Linked DNA regions of Mus musculus: region 1 is linked to region 2. A link is a contact called in public Hi-C data. All regions are on one chromosome and are shown on one strand. Each heading gives the region's core, a stretch centred on a gene start, on an enhancer-like site or on the middle of the called end of the contact. The rest is flanking DNA. Distances are from core to core; before and after follow the strand shown.

The links. Hi-C and Micro-C count contacts between places; a contact is called where the count stands out from the background.
Region 1: a Hi-C map of bone marrow-derived macrophages shows a contact between it and region 2, with 2.3 times the contacts expected there. The contact joins two enhancer-like sites. A contact is called at or near these places in 3 of 484 Hi-C or Micro-C datasets (bone marrow-derived macrophages, embryonic somatosensory cortex and muscle stem cells).

The regions. Positions count from the first base shown.
Region 1 is chr15:59,735,877-59,740,950 of GRCm38.p6, forward strand. No RefSeq gene overlaps it. Among named protein-coding and RNA genes, the nearest start is that of Gm19510, 57 kb to the right of the region's middle. Within about 2 kb of position 3,500, at least 69 of the 459 cell types and tissues checked have an H3K27ac peak or open chromatin away from gene starts, as enhancers often do. A contact at or near this core is called in bone marrow-derived macrophages, where this site is marked.
Region 2 is chr15:59,550,137-59,555,241 of GRCm38.p6, forward strand. All of the region lies in intron 4 of Nsmce2 (NSE2/MMS21 homolog, SMC5-SMC6 complex SUMO ligase), which reads left to right. Among named protein-coding and RNA genes, the nearest start is that of Gm36677, 66 kb to the right of the region's middle. Within about 2 kb of position 2,530, at least 28 of the 459 cell types and tissues checked have an H3K27ac peak or open chromatin away from gene starts, as enhancers often do. A contact at or near this core is called in bone marrow-derived macrophages, where this site is marked.

The DNA of each region.
Region 1 (5,074 bases), core at 2,250-4,749, 190 kb after region 2:
AGTTCTTCCTTCTTGCAAACTCAGCTCCTCTCTCAAATGAGGAGGTTGGGATAGATGACCCTTAGTTGTCCCCTGAGCTCTGACATTGCCTGAGCCGTCATCCTGGAAATCCTATCCTGCCTGCTCTGGGAGGCAGCAGGTTTGCTCACTGTGCTGTGAAACTATGAGGGGTGAATGGTAGCAACCTTGGTCAGTCTTCCTAAGGAAAGGCAGACCTACTCTGTGGTCTCAGGGTCTCAGAATGTCTCAAAGAACCCTCAGAGGACACAGCGTTGGAGCCTTCCCACCAGCTTCAGAGAGAATTTGTGGTACACTTTGCCTTTGGTATGTGTACTTTCTCTCTCTCTCTCTCTCTCTTAATTTTAACAATACATTTTATATAATCATTTAACCATTTGGAAGCAGTTTGGTGGCATTAAACATATTTTATATCATTGTGCAATCATCACCTCTATCATCTCCAGAACTTGTTCATCATTTCACACAGAAACTCTGTCTCTATGAAGCAGCAACATCCCACCTCCTCTGTCTGAAGCTGTGGTATTCTTACTCAGAGACTGTGATACTTAAGATTCAATGCCATCCTCCTGCCCCTTCAAGGTTCGGGGGAGAGGAAGGTCCATTTAACAATGTGCCCTATTTCTAAGGCACATTCTCAAGCCCAGGGTAAGGAGAGTGAACATTAGGGTGTAAGGTTTTCATAGTACAGAACGTCTTTTACAGCTTTCAGATGCCTTTGTGTATTCTGCTCAGTAGTATAGCCTGCCTGCCATTTACCGGTCTGTTCTGCTTGTGAAAAGCTGATTGTAGAAGGAACAGTGACTGTGAGCCCAGCAAACTGAAGGACACCCCCAGCAAACACATCTCCATGTCAGGAGGATGGAGAGTAGATCACTGGGTATGCATAAGGACCTGAGCTTGATTTCTAGAAACTCATCTAAAAAACGTGCCTGGTTGGCATTGTCATCCCAGCATAGGGATTGCTGGTGAGCCAGCCTATCCTGCTTAGTGAACTCCAGGCCAGGGAGAGATTCTGCCTCCCCAAAACCATGGTGGATATAACTGAAGAATGATATCCAAGGTTGACCTCTTCCCCTCTCACCTCCATTCCCACTATCAAGTCTACCAGTGCTCCAGGCTGCAGTATTAGGCTTTGTATCCATTTTCTGGGATTTTGCTTTTTAAGTTCATTCTTTCACTCTGCTCCTTAACTCTTGGGATGGACACAAAGCCAGTGTTCTGAGAAGAATGTTGGATCACGTTGGGCTGGGAGCAGCACTGCTTCTAACTGTCTGATCTTCCAGTGACCTGCATGGCTTCCAGAATCCTCAGAAAGCCAAGCAAGACTTAGGCCATGCTCACCAGCTCTCGAGGTGGTGAGGATCAGGTTGAAGATGGGGTTCCAAGGAAAGGGGAACAGATCCTGGTTTGGTGTCTGGGGCCTCTCCTCTCTCCTCATCTCAGGGAAATGCTCTGGGGGAGTTGTGGGTAGCTTCTAAGCCCTGCGGTTGGAGAAGACTCTAAAGCCTACAGGTTCTGGGATGACTCATGGGAAATTTCCTAAAGGTCACACACTTGTCAGCCTTCTGTTTCCTCATGCTCCCCGTGGCCTTGGGAGTTGGCTAATTCTAGGAAGTGATTTTCTTATCTCCTCCGGAGCCTTCATTCTTGTGAGGGCCGCTGAGATGTTTTTACCTACTTCACTTTGGACACCTAAATGTGTGGGGTTTTCCTTGCACAAACCAAGTCTCCAAGTCTCTTGACACCAATGGTGTGTGGGTGGCTGTCCTACAGCTGAATTAGATCTAGAGTTAGCGTTAGATGTCACAGGCTTGAGGGACAGTCCCAGTCCTAGATGATAATTCCAAACAGAAGGTCACCAGGCTGCTTATACTCTGTCCCCACATAACCACAGAAGTTGGAGAGTTCCCACAACCCTACCTGTGTGGATAATTCACTAGGGCAGCTCCTAAGATTCCAGGAAATACCCAACATATGACTGCTGTCTGATTAGAAAGGATACAAATGATGCATAGACCAAGACCAAAAGGTACCCAGGAGAGGGGCCTCAGTAGAGAAGATTCTGTCCCCCCACAGAATTGCTATGAACGAATCTGGAAGAGCTCCAAACCCACTTACCTCTGCTCTCCATAAGGTCTTGCTATATACAACCCAGTCTGGCTTGGAACTCACAGTCTTCCTGCCTTAGCCCCTAACTGATGGGATTACAGGCACATACTGCCATGCTGGGCAGTCCCCAGGTACTCAGGGGTCCTCATGGGACATGTACTGTGTAGACATACTTGATGACATTGTTGGACTTTGGTGATTAATTCAGTCTCTAATCTCCCTTTTTTCTCCAGAGGCTGGAGGTGGTATCAAAAGTTCCAAGCTTTGCATGCCTGTCCCCCCCCCCCCCACAACCCCACCACTAGGAACAGCCTTTCATTAGAACAACAGAGGATCCTGTCCCCTTTATCGTTCAGGAAATTTTAAGAGTTTGGAGAGCTTTGTGCTAGAAATTGAGACAAAGACTAAATGTCTCTCTGTCTAATAGCAGGCTTGGCAAACTGGGGTTGCGGTGCTGTCTTCTACACATGTTCCTCAGCAAAGACGTTGTTCACCAAGGCTGTAAGCTACTGAAATATGTGCAAACAAGAACTACTCTAAGAGTTAGGTCCTGACCGAAAACACATTCATTAACTCACAGGTTCCATGGGGTAGAAATCCTGGAGCTGGTCAGGTGAGTGCATCTTAAGGCTTCTTACAGGCACAGTATGTGGACTGCAATCACCAGCGAGGAAGGGTTTGCTCCTAACTTTTATCATGTTGGAATGATTCAGTTCCTTTTGGGCTCATGGATGGAGAGTCCTGGTTCTTAGTTGCACATGAGCAGAGGGCTTAATCAAGACCTCTCCATAGGCTGCTCCCAAAATGGTAGAGGGTGTTAGGAGCGTGGGAGAGCTTAAAGGCTAAGAGAAGGAGCAAGGACAAGATGGAAGTCAATATCTTTAGAACTCGGATCTCAGACACGGTAGCCTACACCGTATACCACATTCCATTTGTTAGAAGTTACTTGATCTGTGTTCAAGGAAGAGAAATTTAAGGGCATAATGTAGGGAGGACCACCCAAGACCATCTTGGGGACAACTTCTCTTAAGGTTAGTTCTAGGGATAAAACATGGTCATTTTGATGACAACAATCAATTTGAATATGTCAACGCACTGTATTGGTTATTTTTTATATTACAAATCCTGTTATACCCAATATTCATGATACAAATTAGTATTTAAGTAGAATTACAAAAGACACCAGAAACCCATTGTTAGAACTCCCTTATAAAAGTGAAGTCAAAAGACCATCGATTTTCAGAAGACATCATAGCCCCGCTTTTCAAATAACTGCACCAGTACTTTCACTAAGTCATACTCTGGGAGCAGGGGTGTCTCTATTTATAGTTCCTGACGTCATCAACCACAGTGAAACTTCAGTTTCTGCTTGTCCTTCCTCTTTGTCCCCTCCCTGTCATCTTTCTCTGAGGCCATGGATACACCTAAGCACCTGGTGACACACAGCAGCCTGTAGCCTTTCAAACATGGTTTCACATTTATAGTTGTCTCTTGTGGAGATGGGTCTTCACATGACTAATAGCATTTGGCAGAAACCACGGTTCCAAGTCAGCTGATGGCATGGCATCCGATTCAGGTTCTACCTCTCCTAGTCGCCACCTTCCCTCCCTCTCCCTGTAACTTTAAGCCCTTTTCTGGGGCTGATGTCTGAAGTGATCTATTTTCTGAATACTCTTTTTTTTTTTTTTTTCCTTGAGGCAAGGTCTTATGAAATCCACCTGGCCTCACATCCACAGAAATCTTTTTGTCCCAGCACCACGAATGCTGGGATTACACACATCTGCCACTGTGACCCCATTTTGGCTGGATGTGAGACAAGCTATTAGAAAAGCCGAGTTGGGTGGGTCAAGCATAGACACTGGGGCCGAGCAGATCTAGCCCTAGCACTGCTTATAAAAGTTAATAGGTTTTGGTTGATGTTCAAAGTCTAGATGGCAAAAGGCATATTTTAACAGCTAATAATAATAATAATAATAATAATAATAATAATAATAATAAAATCATCTGGCTCTGTTATCCTCTTTTAAATATCTCTGGGACTTTATTCCACAACGGATAGCATTGTGTGGAGAAAAAAACCACATCTCTTTCCAGCCTTGATTTTCCACACCTGACAAATGTGTGCAGCAAGAGTACCTGCCTTGTTGGTGGGATGCTGTGATCTAGTGTAGAGAGTGTGCTCATAGCCTCACCTTCGGAATGTCGAGTGATGCTAAATGCTATGTGTCCCTTGTTTCCTCATGTCCTGAGCAGGGACTAACATACATTAGGTACTCAGGAAAAGCGTCCCTGTAAACAGTGGTACCTGGATGAATAACTGAGATAGTATCACACCGGCAGTGTGCGTTTCCTAAGTTATACAAAGATACAAATCTTTATAAAGGGAAAGCAGTCCCATTAAGAATTCTGCCTTTCCTGTATCCCAATTTCCTGTCTGTGCCTTCTTGGGAATTCCCAGTTATTCCTGGCACTTGACTAAGACTTCAGTTCCCACAGAATAACTCATCAGGAGCTAAACTTTGCACCTGAAGACCTTGTCTTGAAAAGCACACTTTCCAGGTGGGGCAGGGAGTGTGGAAAGGTAGCAGAGGGGGAGGTCACCAACAGAGAGGCCTCCCCATGGGGAAAACAGACAAGCAAACCTGGTGTCAGCCTTTTACATAGACGTTATTTCCTGTTGTATCTTGTATCTTTATAAAATTTGTGTGTCTCGGTATCTGTGATATCTACTGAGTTCAGACAATGGTGATAGGGACACAGTGAGAAGTGGTGACAGATATGGAATAGGTTGATGACACCAGGGTCCTTACCACAGGAACAGATCACGTGGTCTATCCCCAACTCCAGGAATCCTTGTGTAGATTCGGGAAGGCACTGGACTCCTTCCAGCTCCTCAAATGTTCCCTGATCCAAGGACTTAAACTTCATGTTGCTCCCCAGTTAG
Region 2 (5,105 bases), core at 1,280-3,779:
TTTGTGCATTTCTTCCAATTCCCATGACTCTGGTTTCACATGAGGTCGTGGACTTCTCAATCAAAAAGTTGCTCATAGCTTTGGTAGGTCTGAAATTTCAGAGTATTGAGCAAGGCCCGCATTGTGCTAGAACATGATCTAATAAGATTGGACTGTCAAAACAAGAAGCAGCAGTCTGGCTAAAAGGTTTTTAAGCAGGAAATCTGTCCTGTGAGAACCTCCAAAAGATGATAAACATGTAGGCTGGGGGCCGATTTCATTTTCATCTCTACCATGAACTTAAGCAGACTGAAGTAGAGGCAGAAACCGTAGATGCTATCTTTTGGTTGGGAAACTAATTGGTTGTGTAATTAGCTGTGTGAAACATCAGGAAAATATGTGAACCATTTTGTTAGGACCCTACAGAGTACTTGGGACAGAGCCCCAAAATGTCAAGTAGAGACGATGCGTCACTCAGAGTGCAGTCGGAGAGCAGGGAGTTCCTTTCCAGCCCACCAACCGTGAGAGGCGGCAAGTTATGTAACCTTTTCCGCTCCTTGGTCTTTTCATCCCTGACATGAGAATTGGGACATTATAAGATGTTCACGGGGGATAAAAGGAATAATCTGGAGCAGTGCCTGGAGCTGGAGGAGTGGCCAGTAAGCGAGAGCAGTGACTGGTAGGTACATCGCAAGTATGCTTGTGCATTCTGATCTCAGCACAGTTTCCAAAAGAAGATCGGCTGGTATCTTAGTTTTCTGCTCTTTGTGGCTCCTCACTAGTGGAACCCTGTGAAGGGAAACATCTTGTCATTCTCTGCACCATTCTCTTGTCAAGAGCACATCTCAGTGAAGGCTCAGGTCAGGATGGCCCTGGCGATGAGTCACTGTAGTTCACTTTGGCCTCCTCCTGAAGCCCACTTTTATAATTTTCCAGTTCAATTATTAAGACACTGAATATCTGCATCATACTACTGCTGGATTGCAATGTAACCACTAACCAAGCATGTTTATGCAATGCCTTATGTGTAATCACTTATAATAAAAGTAAAAGCCGGGTGTGGTGGTGCACGCATTTAATCCCAGCACTTGGGAGGCAGAGGCAGGTGGATTTCTGAGTTCGAAGCCAGCCTGGTCTACAAAGTGAGTTCCAGACCAGCCAGGGCTATACAGAGAAACCCTGTCTCGAAAAACCATTAAAAAATAAAAAATAAAAATAAATAAATAAAAGTAAAGAGTATGGCTTAGTGATGGCTTCATATTGGCTAAAGGGGAAAGCCCGCGCCGTCTCTCAGCATGTTAGATTAATCCCTGCAGTGGAAACTAGATTGATTCTGACAGAGTAGCTGGAAGTCTAGTCAGCTGCCTGCTTGCTTCCTCCTTGCTGCCGTTGTGTAATGGGCAAAGGTGTGCTCTGGGGACCACTGAGGCATTTGGTTTTGCCCCTGGCAGAGGACTTGGATCTGATTCCCAGCAGCAGCAGCCGCAGCAGCAGCAGCAAAAGCGGCAATCCCTTTCCTCTGCCGAGTCATTGCCAGCTAAGGAAACAACTGTCCTCAAGTGCTGCGTGGGATCAGACACCAGAGAGAAAGAAATCCCGTTAGCTCATTTAATTAATTGTTTTACTTAAAACCCAAGCTGGGAAGAAGGAAAAGAAATCTCAGTCTGTGAAGTCCTTCATTGCAAATGCGGGGACCAGTATCGGGTCCCCAGCTCCCATGTAGTCAGACATGGTGGCACAAGCTTAGGGTCCCAGTGCTGAAGGGGTAGAAATGTGATCTTTCAAGCTCAGTTGTCAGGCTGCCCTATGCCAAGAACATCACACCGAAGTCTATCTCCTGGCCTCTGCAAACATGGACACTCCGCCCTCACACAGGCATATACCAGCACACGCAAATGTGCACGTATACACAATACATATAAGTAAAAAATAAGGCCCAGGGGCAGTTGGGACCAGATCACACCTTTAATCCCAGCAATGGAGAGACAGAGGCCGGTATTCTCTGCGATTTTGAGGCTAGCCTTGTCTACATAGGGTATTCCAAGACAGAGTTACATGGTGAGACCCTGTGTTTAAAAGAAAAGAAAGGAAGGAAAAGAAAGAAGAAATTAAAAGGAAGCCCCAAATCAGTATAAAATCCGAGAATTTATGTTTCAGTTTCCTTATCTAGCTCTCCAAAGAAAAGGGTCCCACTGTCGTCGTCCCCCCCCCCTCAGTCTTTGGAAAATACACAGATAATAAAAACATCAACTTGGGACCAGACAAATAGCTCATCAGTTAAAGGCACACACTACTGGAAAAGGACCTGACTGTTCCCTGCACCTGTGTCCGGCAGCTCACAGCAATGCTCACTCTGGCTCCCAGTGATCTGAAACCCACTTGTGCACTCCCCGGCATCAGCACTCAGCCATGTACATGCGCACACATACACACATCATTCAAAATAACCTTTAAAACAAAACTTGTTCCACATAGTTTATGATGTCACCAGGGATTCTTGATGAGGTTGTCAGCCTGTGTGTACCGTTCTGTTACTAAGCCCTGCTTTTTTCGGGGGTGTTGTGCAATATGTCAACACTTCCCGTTTCTTTCCTGTAAACTGCAGCTTTTCTGGTGATTAGTATTCATCGTCTTTTCCTGGTTATGGGATTGTCAGCTGCAGTCTTGAGGGAGTTCCCTGCCTGCTTTGGAAACAATCTGAAGAGCTGAATGTGTTACTTGGAAATTAAGAAATTTGGAAGCATTCATGGGAACCCAAACGGTAAAACAATCAAGAGATGGTTATGATCTTGAAAATCAGATAATGATAGGATAACAGAAGGAATAATCTCAGCCTTTCTAAAAGCTTCCTGAAACGTTTAATGGACACGTGTGTCCCTGCCCCATGCTTTTCAAAGGATGGATGTTCTTGTTCTATCTCAGGAGCTGGGCAAGTTGTGATGCTTCAGTTCCATCCCTCAGAGAACCCTGACTAATGCACATGGCCACTGCAGATGCTTCAGATGTGGCTTTGTAACTTAGTGCCTTGAATTACCCAGGGTTAACGAACTCTATCTTCTAAATCCCTTCTACAGCCATGGTGCCGACACACATCAGTGACACCTTGTCGTGGTAGAAGATGGGCTAGGCAAAGGCAAAAGTACTGTTTTCAGGGCAAGGAGTATGCAGTAAGCAGCTTTCTGCCCGGGGCCAGATGGGTTGGGACAGTCGGGAGACTGCTGATATAATGAAGAACAAGGGGCCTGTTAAAGGGTGGAAGAAAAGTTTCTCAGGGAGTGACTTCAAACTGAACCAGAAGAGAGCAAGACAAATAGAACGCAGAGAGTCCAGCAAGTGCAGAGGACGGAATGAAGCACATGTAAAGACCCGGGGGCATGTGGTGTCTGAGCAGCAGTACGAAGGCAGATGGAGCTGGGATATAGAGAGAGGTAGAACTAAGCCCTGATTGTAAGGAAACCAAGCTCTGCTAAAAAGTCAATTACAGGGAGGAAACAGTGAAGAATTGGCTTTATTTATAATTTTTCAGAATTAACCTAGTTCTCTATTATTTCTCCTTTAATTTTGGGTACTGGGGATAGAACCCCAGGCCAGACTGTGGTAGGCTCTTTCAGCCCTGGTTGCCTTTCCTTTATAGAGTGTAATAGAATTTCATTGCATAGCTCAGGCTGCTCCTTCAAATACATGATCCTCCTGTCTCAGCCTCCTGAGTGCTGGGAATACAGTCCTAAATGTGTAAAACCTTGAACGAAAGCTTGTGTGCCCAATCTGAGCCTTCAATGCCCTTGTCACATCCCCAGCACCACACAATGCAGAGACATCTCTTCACCCCCACTCTCAGCTCCTTGTGCCTTAGACTATCCCCAAGAACTTCCCTGGGCCCCACGTTCCTCTGTGGACAAAGGAGACATCCTGGTGAAAAAGGAGAATGTATAATGAAAGCTCTTGATCGGTGAGTAGAAGTTGGCTTTGCAGAATAAATTGAAGAGTCAGAGAAAGTCAGCTACTGGAGGTGAGATGCAGTCTACCGTTCAGTAGCAGCAGCGCTCCTGATGCACACCCTTCCTCTCCGCTTCCACCCCCCAGGTCCTCCTGGCCCCCAGAGTAAGCAGCTACAGATCATACAGGGATTGCATGGTAGCGACCTGAGATAAAGGGAAGTAAGAATAGCTTGTGGTCTTCAAAGACCGGTAATCAAATAAGGTGGAAACATGCAGAGATGGGAATTGCATGCATGAAGGTGATAATTTGTTCAAAATAATATAGCAACCAGAAGCAAAGTCTTTAATGCCTAAGTGAATATGGAAGCATTTGGCCAATTCCTGCCCACCATTAAAAGCTTATGCAAAGCCCATAAATCAGAAATATGCTCTTTAGACTTGCAGTTTCCTTTCTGGGAGCTTTGCATTTTTCGACTTGTGACTACTCCCTGAAAACAACCAAGGGCAAGTGCTGGTGGCATGCCAGTCTGGTTCCCCCCACCCCCCCACCCCAGAAGTCGGGTTGGTGATTCTGGAAGTGAGAGTCTTTTGCCATGGTAAATACTATGTCTGGGCCCACAGACAAGCATTCCATACATGGATTTCATTTGCTGTGCACCATTGCCTAGCAGTTCTGTGTACTGTTGGTGATGCAGCAGGCAACTAAGGGTCAGGGCATGGCAAAGGATAAGAAGCCTGTCCTAGAAGTGTGAGTGAAGCAGAGGTGTGGAAGAAACGGCAGGAGAGGAGCTGGGTCCAGGGAAGGGGGGGGGGGGAAGGAAGGCCTCTGAATGAGGGGTTCATGGGAGAAGTTATGCTAAGGCACAGGCAGCCACAGGAGCTGACAGCAGAAGACCTCATCTCTAGCTTTTCACATGTGACTAGAATCTATCTTCACTCTCTCATTTCCTGTTGTGGGGGGGGGGCGGTGCAGAGGGAAGGGATGTCACATGTCTGACTCAAGGCTAAGGATGGATGGCACTGTGGAGGATTAGAGAATGTGAGCCTTTGGTGGCAGACCAATCCTGTGTAAGCTGTAGATTCAGGAGCTACATGGCCTCAGGCATTTCCTCTTCCTCCATATCCAGTGTCTACTGTCAAGGTGAGACAGCATCCTCTTTAATGCTCCAGGATGACATGGACGGTGTG